Regions from separate parts of the Sus scrofa genome. Here regions 1 and 3 are each linked to region 2. A link is a contact called in public HiChIP or PLAC-seq data. All regions are on one chromosome and are shown on one strand. The core of a region is the stretch at or near the end of the contact, and the rest is flanking DNA. Distances in the headings are between cores, read along the strand shown.

Region 1 (3,488 bases), core at 459-2,958, 88 kb before region 2:
AAATGCAACTAGGAACTATGAGGTTGTGGGTTCGGTCCCTGGCCTTGCTCAGTGGGTTAAGGATCTGGCAGTGCCATGAGCTATGGTGTAGGTCGCAGATACGGCTCAGATCCCGCATTGCTGTAGCTCTGGCATAGACTGGTGGCTACAGCTCCGATTAGACCCCTACCCTGGGGACCTCCATATGCCGCAGGTGTGGCCGTAGAAAAGGCAAAAAAGACACAAAATAAATACATAAATAAATAAATAAAAAGAAAGAAAGAAAAATTGCATAGCAGACTCTTAAATAAATACCATTATTATTTTTTTTTTTTTTTTTGCACCCAGCAAATATTTATCAAGAAACCACTTAATCCCAGCACAGTGCTGAGGGCTCTCACAAAATTCTTTCTACTGAATTTCCACCACAGTCCTTAAGAGGCAAGCATGAAAATGCCCATGCTTCCACACAAGGAAATTGAGACTCAGAGAGGTGTGGAAATGACATGACAGCTTTGGCTCCAGTCTTGAGTATGAGATACTCGCATACTTCCTGCGTTAGGAGGGGCCACAATCAACCAAGAATGTAACAGCAACTGCCCCTTTTCCAGGCTTATCTCTCTGCACAACCTCGTTCTGCCAAATGCAATCGGCAGTTGCGAGCAAAGGCAGTTCGAGAACGCCATTTCTTTCTTTGAAGTGTGATCAGAAAACAGCCCTATCTTTGCCAACCAGCTTCAACTGCAGTACCCTGAGCTGCATGGATGGGGTTCATGGGTTAGAGGGGATATGGTGTTTTGTCACTAAGTCTCACAGTTTGCAAAAGATGGCTCATCTGAGAAAGAGAGTAAAGAGTATTTAAGATTATCCCTTTGAAAATATCCCATCACCCCCTAAATTTCCTAGGCTTTCTTGGGTGGGAAAGGGGCAGAGCAACTCCAAGCCCAGAAGGATGCTTTGTAGCTGGAAATACCACATTCCCCTGCATCACTCAGGAGAGACATGGGGGCCCCGCTGCACAATGCCCCTCACCGCATATCTCACGCTTTCCTGTATTCGTACAGGCTTGCGTGACACAAGCTGACAAAAATCAGGTTTTCCAGTCTGTCTCCCAGATTATACTTTACAGAATACTGGCACATAAATATGCAGTCACCAAGTATTTGCTGGTGTATTAGGGGGAAAACTGTAATCTACATGCAGAAAACAGACATGAGATAAGCTGGAGTGATTGGACCTATGTGAGATGGTAGCGAAGTTATTTTCAGACAGCGCCCAGGGAAGGAGCCTGGCTCAGAAAGGGACGGGAAAAATGCTCACAAACTTTGGTTTATGGCTTATGGGAAAAAGACCCAGATGGAACAAGATGGCAGAGTTGCACTGACCCTTTGAGGAAGGAGAAGTTAAGATGTGGCATCTAAACCACAAGGCAGACACCAGAAAAAAAAAAAAAAATTGCGTAAGCAAGGAAATTCTCAGTTTGGAGCATCTTCTTATACTCAGAGGAAATGTTATTCAAAGTTGCAGCTAGTGAGAAATTGAGGAACAGATGCTTGATAGTTGGTGTGCAGTTTTTGCCTGTAGTCGTAATTGGCAGGGGCAGTTCCACGGCGTTTCAGAGGCCGAGGTGGAAAAGGAGGAAATAGAAGGGGCTGGGGACTGACGGTCACAGCATAGAGGCAGCCACCAAGGATGAACTGGAGCAAAAAAGCAGAACTGTCTACAAGGCACGTATCCCTGAAAGAGTATTATGCAGAGAAGCCCCAACAGCAGCGGCTGTGGCTGAGCGAATCCTGCTTGGAAGCTGGTAAGCCCCTCTCAAGCCCCAATGGTAATGATGGTAGGTGAGCAATCCGTTATCTTTTGTCAGCATCATCCATGCTAGCCTCCTCGTCGCCTTCTTCCCACATCCTAACCCAAGGAGCCAGGCTTTCTTCGTACAGTTTCTATTCTGCAGGAGGTTAAGCCAACAGAGAATCAAAACTAGGAGTTCCCGACAAGGAACGAATCCGACAAGGAACCAGGAGGTTGCGGGTTTGATCCCTGGCCTCGCTCAGTGGGTTAAGGATCCGGCGTTGCTGTGAGCTGTGGTGTAGGTCACAGACGAGGCTCAGATCTGGCATTGCTGTGGCTCTGGCGTAGGCTGGCAGCAATAGCTCTGATTCGACCCCTAGCCTGGGAATCTCCATATGTTGCAGATGCGGCCCTAAAAGGACAAAAGAGAAAAAAAAGCTAGTTATCACTATGTATAAAATAATAAGCTAGGACCGAGAGTGTGAACAGTTGTTTCTGCAGCATCTGGAGCGTGGTCCTCCGGGCATTGTTTTCTGCTTTATTTTGTCCTTGGTGGCCTTTGGAGGGGCTGAAGTAGCTCCGGAGAGGTGGGACGGCAGAGATGAAGAGTGTACACCACTTTTGCGGGTTACAGATGGTGTGCAGAGAAGTGGGCGCTAAATGCGTGCTACCATAGACCCCGATTCAGGCTGGGCGAGAAGTGTTCCCATAGGGAAGTCCCCATGTTTTTGGAAACAGATTCATTCATACAACCATGCATTTAGTTGCACACCTACTATGTGCTATGCGCTGGGCACAGAGTAATGACAGCATCCCATCAAGTTCTTGGGCGATTCTGATGGGATGCCTGCAAATGAGGGACTTGGTTGGATCCAGAGGACGTGAGCTTTTATGCAGGGGGATAAGCCATATCTCCCTAAGGGGCAAGGTCAATGGACCTGGACAGAGAGTGGTTTTAACTCTCAGTAATGGAGAGACCGGTACCTGTAGGTCAATAGGTACAAATGAGGACAGCTGAAATCTACATGGAGCAGCTGAAAACTGGCAAAGAGGTTTAAGCTCCTCACCATTCATTGGGCATTCAATTCCCTGAATGCACCAGACTTTGGGACACACCAGCCCACAAGGCCCCTCTGTGTGAGTCTGGGAAAGGCACGGTGTGGGCACCTATCTTCCTGGGAACTGGGTGAAACCTGCTGTCCCACAGCTGGACTTGAGAACCCACATACCGCCTCCCAGCCTGCTCTGCTGGGGCCTTCTGCCTTAGACATTTACCCAAGTTCTTCCATCTTCCTGCAAGGCTTCCCCACACCCCCACCCCTTCCCACCTCCCCTTCCAAACCCCACCTTAGAGATGACCGTCACAGAGTTCCCGTGTGGTTCATCAGATTAAGAACCTGACTAGAATCCATGAGGATGCAGGTTCGATCTCTGGCCTCTCTCAGTGGGTTAAGGATCCGGCGCTGTCGTGAGCTCTGGTGTCAGTCACAGACTCGGTTCAGATCCAGTGCTGCTCTGGTTGTGATGTAGGCTGGTAGCTGTGGTTCCACTTTGACCTCTAGCCTGGAAACTTCCATAGGCCACAGATATGGCCCTAAAAAGGAAAAAAAAAAAAAAAGACGGATGACTGTCACAGGTAAGCCTTCCCAGCCCCTCACAGCTCCAAGTCACTGTTTTATATTGTCACATCACCCTGTATTTCTCCCTAATCAGCC
Region 2 (3,847 bases), core at 1,348-3,847:
CGAGGCTGCTGCCGAAGCCCCCGAGGCCCCAGGGCCCAGCGCCTGGCAGTCGGAATACCAGAGTGGGGGCTACGAGAGGAGGGTGAGTCTGCAGCAGGACCCCTATTTCCCGGAGGACAGCAGCCCCCCAGAGGGGTCTCAGGACCGAATTGTCTTCAACGTGGACTTAAAGTCTGTGTGCGTGAGGGTCCTTGATGACGACGATGATGACTCTGACGATGACGACGACAATGACAACGACGACGACGACGAAGACGACAACGGAGACGAAGACGAAGACGAAGACGACGACTCAGAGGTCACGCCAATGTTATCATCTCAGCCAGAAGGGACGGCTGGGCTAGAGGATGCCACTGAGACAGAATCGAACCTTCTGGAGGTCAGTGGTAAAGGGACACAGCAGCCCTTCTTCCCCAGCCCCTCGATGGCGCGCCCGGGGCCCAAAGATGCTTCTTCTGATAAGAGTGACACTTCCGAGTCGGACGCTGACATCGGGGATGGATATATCATGAGATGAATGAATCCAAAAATATTTAATTAACTTAGACGCCTACTACCTCCAGGATCCTCCCTCCCACACTGGTACTTGCTCTCACAGGGTCTGTTTGTTAAGTGCTCTCCAGAGAAGGGACAGGAGACCAAAGAGCCCATGTGCTTCCTGGTGACATTGTCTATGCAAATTCCCTGTCTGGGGGAAGGGCAGGTGGGAAACAGAGTATCCTGGTATCTTTCAGTGCATTGTTTACATGTTCAAATTGATGCTCCTGGGGAGTTCCCGGAGGCGCAATGGGTTAGGAATCCAACTGCAGCAGCACCCCGGTGGTGGGGGTGCTATGGAGGCCCAGGTTCGATCCCCAGCTCCACGCAGTGGATTAAAGGATCTAGGGTGGCCACACAGTGTAGGTTGCAGCTGTGGCTTAGATTCAATCCCTGGCCCAGGAACTTCCATATGCCATGGGTGCTGACTTAAAATTTTAAAAAAAGAAAAAAAAAAAGGGTGATTCCTCTTGAAGGGAACATGCCCTGCCTTTGCTCTCATGAATTTCTAATGTTTCTACATCACGTTTCCCAGAATAAGGAGCAAGTTTCCCTGTGGTTTTCAGGGGGTGGTTCCAGGGCCCTATAAGATTTCTGGGAAATTATTAAATTGGGCCAGAGTGGGGCGGGGAGAGAAAAGGAAGCCACTCACCAGGGTTCTTAGCAGCAGCAGTCAGCAGTGTTTTTCCACAGGCTCAAGGGAAAGCGGCCGAAAAAGAGGAGGGAGGGCTGGCAGCTGGAGAGAAAGGAGGCAGGCACAAAGGAGCAGAAGCGCACACTCTGGGTTGGAAATAGGGACCGTCCACCCTACTTGAAAGTTCCTCCTGGGTGATATTCTGTCCCCTGCACGCTTGAGATTTCAACTCTCAGCTCCTTGTCCAGCCTCCTCCATCTGAGTGAGAAAGACAGACTCACACACATCAATAACGATTGATAGCGATTAATAACAACGATTAATGAATAAACAATAATGATTAATAGTCAAACATTTGCATAGGAGGGTGGAATAGACCCTCAGTGGCATATTTTCAGATTTAGTTTTGTATCTTGGTTGGAAGATGGTTAAAAAAAATAAAACATACTTTTTACTAGAAACTTGGTAATGTCTTCAGAGCCATTCCTTATTAGAAGGGATATACATGCAGCACGTATATATGTATAGTTCTGCCGGCGTCTCTAGGTTGCACAAAAAAACTTCTGACTCTGTGTGGTGGCCTCTGGGGGCCGAGGACACATGCTGCCTCCCTGCCCTCGAGTTCCTGTGGACTGTTCTAGCAACAGATGTCAGGCAGTGTCTTATATCACCCTGCTTACCCTGCTCTGGGCTTTCCCACCTCACCACAGCACAAGTTGGAAAAGAGGAAATTAAGCCTTTCTCCACAGTCTTGAGAGAGAAACGATTATTGCCAAAAGAAGTGACTTGGTGCTGTGTTGCTGTTTATCCCCGGGAGGAAGGGGGTGGATAAGATAAAGAAGACTCTCCCAGACTGGATTTGCTAAGGGATTGCTTGAAAAGCAGTTTACTTGCGGGGAGAGGGGATTATAGAGTCCACGCCTGTTTACACGGGAGACACTTGGGGAATACTGAATGGTATAGAGAAAAACCACCACCACCCTTACTTAATTCCACCATCAGATGTAAGCTCTGCGTTGGCGTTGGAGTGTATGTATTTAGGTTGAGGGCTCCTTTCAAAGCATGCACTTAAGGTAATCAGGACACTCCACGTAGAGTTTTGCAACCTGTTTTACCATCCATGTTTTCCACTCAGCGGAAGGAGGAAAGTCCCCCGTCTGCTACCTCTGCCTCGCTGGAACCAAGCGCTTGCCCATGACCTTTCGAGCTCGGCACGCAGGGGCGGGGCCCGGGGCGGGTCGGGGGCGGGGCCCGGGGCGGGTCGGGGCGGGGCTTCGTTGCCCCGTCTCCCCGAGTTCCCGGAAGCAGCCTCGGGGCGGGGTGGGCGGGTGCACTCCGGCGCGGACGCCGGTGAGGGGGCGTGTTCCCCGTGCCCGGCGGCTGCCCGCGGGCCCCCCGAGGGCCCTCCCGGGCTCCCGGTGCGACCATGGCGCGGAGCCTCCGGAACTGGCTGGGCGGCTGCCTACTGGTGTCAGGTGAGGGGTCTGCGGGGAGAGGGCTCCGGGCGGTCTCCTGGGGGCCGGCTCCGCAGTGGGCCGTGCGCCTCCGCAACCTGGGCTCCCCGCGCGGGGACCCGGACCCTCTGTGGCGTCGCGTCCTGCCCCTTGGGGCGCTCGGGAACCGGGAGACCTGGCTACGACGCCGGGCAGCCAGAGCCCCAAAGGCGACCCCTGGGTAGATCCCATAGGCGCGTGTCAGGCCTCGCATTCAGTGTCCACCACGCTAACATCTCAATTCGACCGCTCAACTCTGCGACTTGATGGCTTTCTGAGTCCTGAATCCAGTAAAATACTTCTCTGTCCTGCTCTCAATTGCCTGCCCAGTTTAAACAACAAGATGGTGCCCCTCCTTCCTTTCTGATGAACTCACCCCTGGCCTTCCAGGGTTCCTCACCCTCTGGTTTCCCTCCTACTTATCAGGCTGTTTCTCTCAAGACATCCCTCACCTGTCAGATCTCCTGACCGCCAAGTTCATGCCTGAGCCCTCTTAACTCCTTCCCCTGCACTGTCCCTTTGGGAGATGTCAGCAAAACCGTGGCACTAAATACCAGCTATGGTCTCATGACTCTCAAATTATATCTGTTGGAACTAGTTGAGTGATGGGCCGGTAGCGATTTCTTATGCTTGTCTCTGTACTTCTGTGTATGTGTGGGATTTTCTTTTTTTCTTTCCTTCTTTTCTTTTTCTTTCTTTCTTTCTTTCTTTCTTTCTTTCTTTCTTTCTTTCTTTCTTTTCTTTTTTTTTTTTTAAAGGGCGTATCTGTGGCCTATGGAATCTCCCAGGCTAGGGGTTGAATCAGAGCTGCGGCTGCCAGCCTACCCCACAGCCACAGCAATGCCAGATCCAAGCCAGATTTGTGGCCTACCCGCAGCTTGCCCTAACACCGGAGTGTTAACCCACTGAACGAGACCAGGGATCAAACCAGCATCCTCACAAACACTAGGTCTGGTTCTGACCTGCTGAGCACAATGGGAACATGGGCATTTTCTGTTATAAATTTAATGATGATTTCTCCCTCTAGTCCAGATCTGTCCTGAGTGCTCCAGTCTCATACATCCAGCTGTCTCTGACACGCCTGCTTGCATATTCTTTAGCATCTCAAACCTTATGCAGATCCTAAAATGAGATTCTTGATTTCCCTGGCCCCAGCCCCAATCAGGTGCTTAAGCCAGGAATA
Region 3 (3,743 bases), core at 849-3,348, 72 kb after region 2:
TTATGTCTGTGACCTTCTGGCTGTTAATGATTAACTTAACATAATAATAGGTAGTAACCACAAGATGCTTTGTACCGAATCTCCTTATTTTCACATGATGTTTTTTCCACATAATGTTTTGTATCCATTTACACATGATGTTTTGTGTCCATTAATTCTAGTTTGTTAAAAAAATCTTTAGAACATAATGTATATCTATTGTACTGTAAAATCTGGAAACGATGATGGAATCTACAATTAAACTGTATAAATAATCACCATGCCAATAAAATTTGAGCAGTTCAGCGCCCCTGAAGGAAGGGACAAAGAGGCTGTCTGTCTCTGTGTGCCTCTGACCACACTGTCCATCCCCGACAGGGTGTGCCACTCCCCGGCTGCTGGAGCTGGTCTCTGGCAGTTGGCCAATGGGGACCTTCTGTGATCATCTATGTGGGAAACGAATCTGAAAGAGAATGGATGGATGTACACGTACACCTGAATCACTTTGATGTACAGCAGACATTCATTATCACAACATTGTAAATCAACTGTACTTCAACAAAAAATTTAAAAAAGAGTCGTGGTAAAGGCTTTAAATGAGTATGATTAATAAGTGCAACCAGGAACTTCCTTCTTCCCTTTAGATCCCCAGATTCTCCGGGGGTATTTTTCCATCTATGCTGTTATTAAAGCAAAACACTAACAAACTGAGAATCAAACCTGAAAATTGATGAGTCACAAAATAATAATCCAATGTTTTTAAAAATGAGGCCCCAAAACTGGATAAATTTACTAAAGTCATTGTTCACTTAAAATGGATGAATTTCACAGTATGTAAATTATACCTCAAAGTTTTTATAAGGCAATATTCAAGCCCATAGTTCTCTACAAATACTCATTTAACCTTACAATTTATAATTAAATTGTTTAGTTGTAATTAACAGCTAAGCATTTGCTTATTTCATCTTTCACCCTTTATATTTTCCCTTTTGAGTATTTTTAATTTTTTAAACAGTTTATTTATTTATATTTGCTTTTTATTTTTAGGGCCCCACCCACGGCTTATGGAGGTTCCCAAGCTGGGGGTCGAATGGGAGCCGCAGCTGCCGGCCTAGCCACAGCCACAGCAACGCCAGATCCAAGCAGTGTCTGTGACCTACACCACAGCTCACGGCAATGTCAGACCCTTAACCCCCTGAGCGAGGCCAAGGATTAAACCCGCAACCTCATGGTTCCTAGTCGGATTCGTTTTTGCTGCGCCAGGCCGGGAACTCCCTTTTTGCGAATTTTTATAAGATACATAATTGATTATTAAGGTGCTTAAATAACCGTTTGAATGATGGACTCAAACCTTTTACTGATAAGGGCAGAAGATCAAAAGAGCTTGGAGAGCGTTGTTCTGGACACCACCCCCAAAGCCCAGAAGCCGTCACCATCTTCTCAAAGAGGCCCTTGCGCCCCAGGCCAAGATCAACGCGTCTCGGCTTCACTCGGAGGCGCCTGCACTTTGCTCACAGCGCTCAGAACAAAGGAAATGGCCTGGCCCGCTCGGAAACTCTCCCCACTGCTTCCTCCCTTAGGACCAAATCCGCCCCAACACCGCTTTGCCAGACTCCGGAGTCCGAGACCGGGCACAGTAGGGTGCGAGCAGAGAGCGCAGAGGTTGCCCGCCGGCTGCAATTAGCGAGGGGGTTGGGAGGAAACACCCGCCTCGAAATTTGCGCAGGCGCACTGGCGAATCTCCGCGTTCCTGCCAGGGTCAAGCCCTCGAGTTACGCGCAGTCTTCCCGGAAAGCGAGGGTGGACAGCAAGTGAGCTGTCACTTTCCGGAAAGGGGGCGGGGGGCAGGCGGTGGAGTCTGGGCGGCCCCTGCCGTCCCACGCGCGTGCGCGGACGGTGGCACGCGCAGAAGGCACGGCGCGTGCGCGGGAGTCGATGGCGGGGGGTGATGAGCGTGGGGCGGGGCGACTGTGGAGGGGCGGGGCGCGAGCGGCGCGAGGGGACAGGGCCGCACGGGTCCCAGGTCCGGGGGTGGCCTGTGCACCCAAGTTTCCCTTGCGCCGCGCTTCCTGATGTGGCCGAAGACGTGATTGGAAGGGCCGGCGGCCGCCCGCGGACGATGCTCGGGTTTCTGGGTGCGACGACCCTGATGCTGGTCGCTGGGGCTCCGTGGGTGTTGCCCGCAGGTGAGAATTAGGGGTCCCGGCGCAGGTGGGGGGCAGGGCGCGAGGCTGGATGGCGGCGGCATGGGAGACCTCGGCCAGGGGAAGTGGGTGGGAGAGACAGACATCCCCTCTGGGAGGCCTCTAGTTTCAGGGCTCACATTTCGACAAAGAAGTGACGTCAGAGATCTTTCCACACCGCTCCTTTGGGGGCGTCCTCCTTGCCATCACTTCTGCCCTGTGCCTGCTCCTTGGATTCCCACCCCCGCAGGGTTGGGTGTGCCTGATCCTTGGGGTGAAGTCTCTTTCTTTCCGAAAAATCCGGTAGCTCGACTGGACCGTTAAATAATAATAAAGGCTTTAGCCATGAGCTATGCTGCCGATCTTGAAACGCGTTTCCTCCACTTAGTAAATAGTTAATTGGTCCTACGTGGGAGGATTTCTCTGCCCTCAGGGTTCGTACAGTCTAATAAAAAAGTAATAATAAAAGAAAAAGTACACAGCCAAAATGCAAAGGCTGGGAGTCACCAGGCTCGTTTGCTGTCTTTCTTGGCTTAGCTGGGTTGGGTGGGGGAATGCAGCTGTGATAAGGTTGACTTTGTAGGAGGAGGAGGACCCACACACAAACAGGGCCTGGCAAACGAGAGCAGGAGTCCAGGGGTTGGTGAGGCCACCTGGAGGACTTGAAAATACTTAACTGCTTAGAAAACCAGACCCTGATTTTCTGGGGTACATGGTATCCGATCTTGTCCTAAAAAATAAAACGGGCAGTTATTTTACCATCACAATGAGTTTCTTCCAGAATAAGCAGAGGAATGGCAGTTTGGGACAAGCAAGCTATAGCAAAAATCATACGCAATTCCAACAACCAAAAAAAAGAAGAATGTTACTTTACAGAGAAAAAGGAGGAAGTCCAGTGGGGTTGTTTTGAGCAAAGTTCATTGGATGAAAGCAAGGGTTGAGGAGAGTTTGGCGTTTCCCGTTGGCCGGGCTTGTTAGGGAGAGGACAGTTCCTCCTGCCGAGGGATGTAATTGACATTGATTGACGTTATGGCTGGCTGCTGTAGTTGATGGTGAGGGCAAGTGCCTGAAGACTCCCAGGTTCTGGCCTTCTGACTTCATTTTAAATGAGGTTACCTGGAGTTCCCTTGTGGCTCAGCAGTTGTGAACGCAGCTAGTATCCAAGAGGATGCGGGTGTGATCCCTAGCCTTGTCCAGTGGGTTAAGGATCCGGCATTGCCATGAGCTGTGGTGTGGGTTGCAGATGTGGCTCGGATCTGGCATTGCTGTGGCTCTGGTATAGGCCAGCAGCTGCAGCACCAGTTTGACCCCTAGCCTGGGAACTTCCATATGCCGCAGGTGTGGCCCTCAAATAACAGTAAATAAATAAATAAATAAGGTTTCCTTTATTCTCTTTCATAAACTCTTCCACAAATACAGCATATAGTATAGTATATGGGTACTAGGGTCTTGGTATAACCCCTGGTAATTTCTTCAGAGTCTTTTGTTCATGAAGATTTTGCATGGAACTCACGTTTGCCTTTGTATTAAAAAGAATTTCCCAGAGTTCCTGTCATGGCTCAGCGGAAACGAGTCAGACTA

What was found. HiChIP or PLAC-seq counts read pairs in DNA pulled down with a chosen protein or histone mark.
Region 1: an H3K27ac HiChIP or PLAC-seq map of alveolar macrophages shows a contact between it and region 2. The contact joins the promoter of IFNAR2 here to the promoter of IL10RB in region 2. A contact is called at or near these places in 1 of 5 promoter capture datasets (liver), 5 of 47 Hi-C or Micro-C datasets (embryonic fibroblasts and liver) and 1 of 2 datasets of contacts at active chromatin or transcription factors (alveolar macrophages).
Region 3: an H3K27ac HiChIP or PLAC-seq map of alveolar macrophages shows a contact between it and region 2. The contact joins the promoter of IFNAR1 here to the promoter of IL10RB in region 2. A contact is called at or near these places in 1 of 5 promoter capture datasets (liver), 15 of 47 Hi-C or Micro-C datasets (alveolar macrophages, blood, embryonic fibroblasts and 8 more) and 2 of 2 datasets of contacts at active chromatin or transcription factors (alveolar macrophages and skeletal muscle).

What each region holds. Positions count from the first base shown.
Region 1 is chr13:196,764,379-196,767,866 of Sscrofa11.1, forward strand. It overlaps IFNAR2 (interferon alpha and beta receptor subunit 2), which reads left to right and starts at 1,709. Exons shown (of 10, transcript NM_001204775.2): 1 at 1,709-1,786. All of the region lies in intron 4 of LOC110256370 (40S ribosomal protein S2-like), which reads right to left.
Region 2 is chr13:196,851,009-196,854,855 of Sscrofa11.1, forward strand. IL10RB (interleukin 10 receptor subunit beta) reads left to right here and starts at 2,598. Exons shown (of 7, transcript NM_213771.1): 1 at 2,598-2,646. The coding sequence starts at 2,598. IFNAR2 (interferon alpha and beta receptor subunit 2) reads left to right here. Exons shown (of 10, transcript NM_001204775.2): 10 at 1-1,632. The coding sequence ends at 517.
Region 3 is chr13:196,923,780-196,927,522 of Sscrofa11.1, forward strand. It overlaps IFNAR1 (interferon (alpha, beta and omega) receptor 1), which reads left to right and starts at 2,099. Exons shown (of 11, transcript NM_213772.1): 1 at 2,099-2,165. The coding sequence starts at 2,099.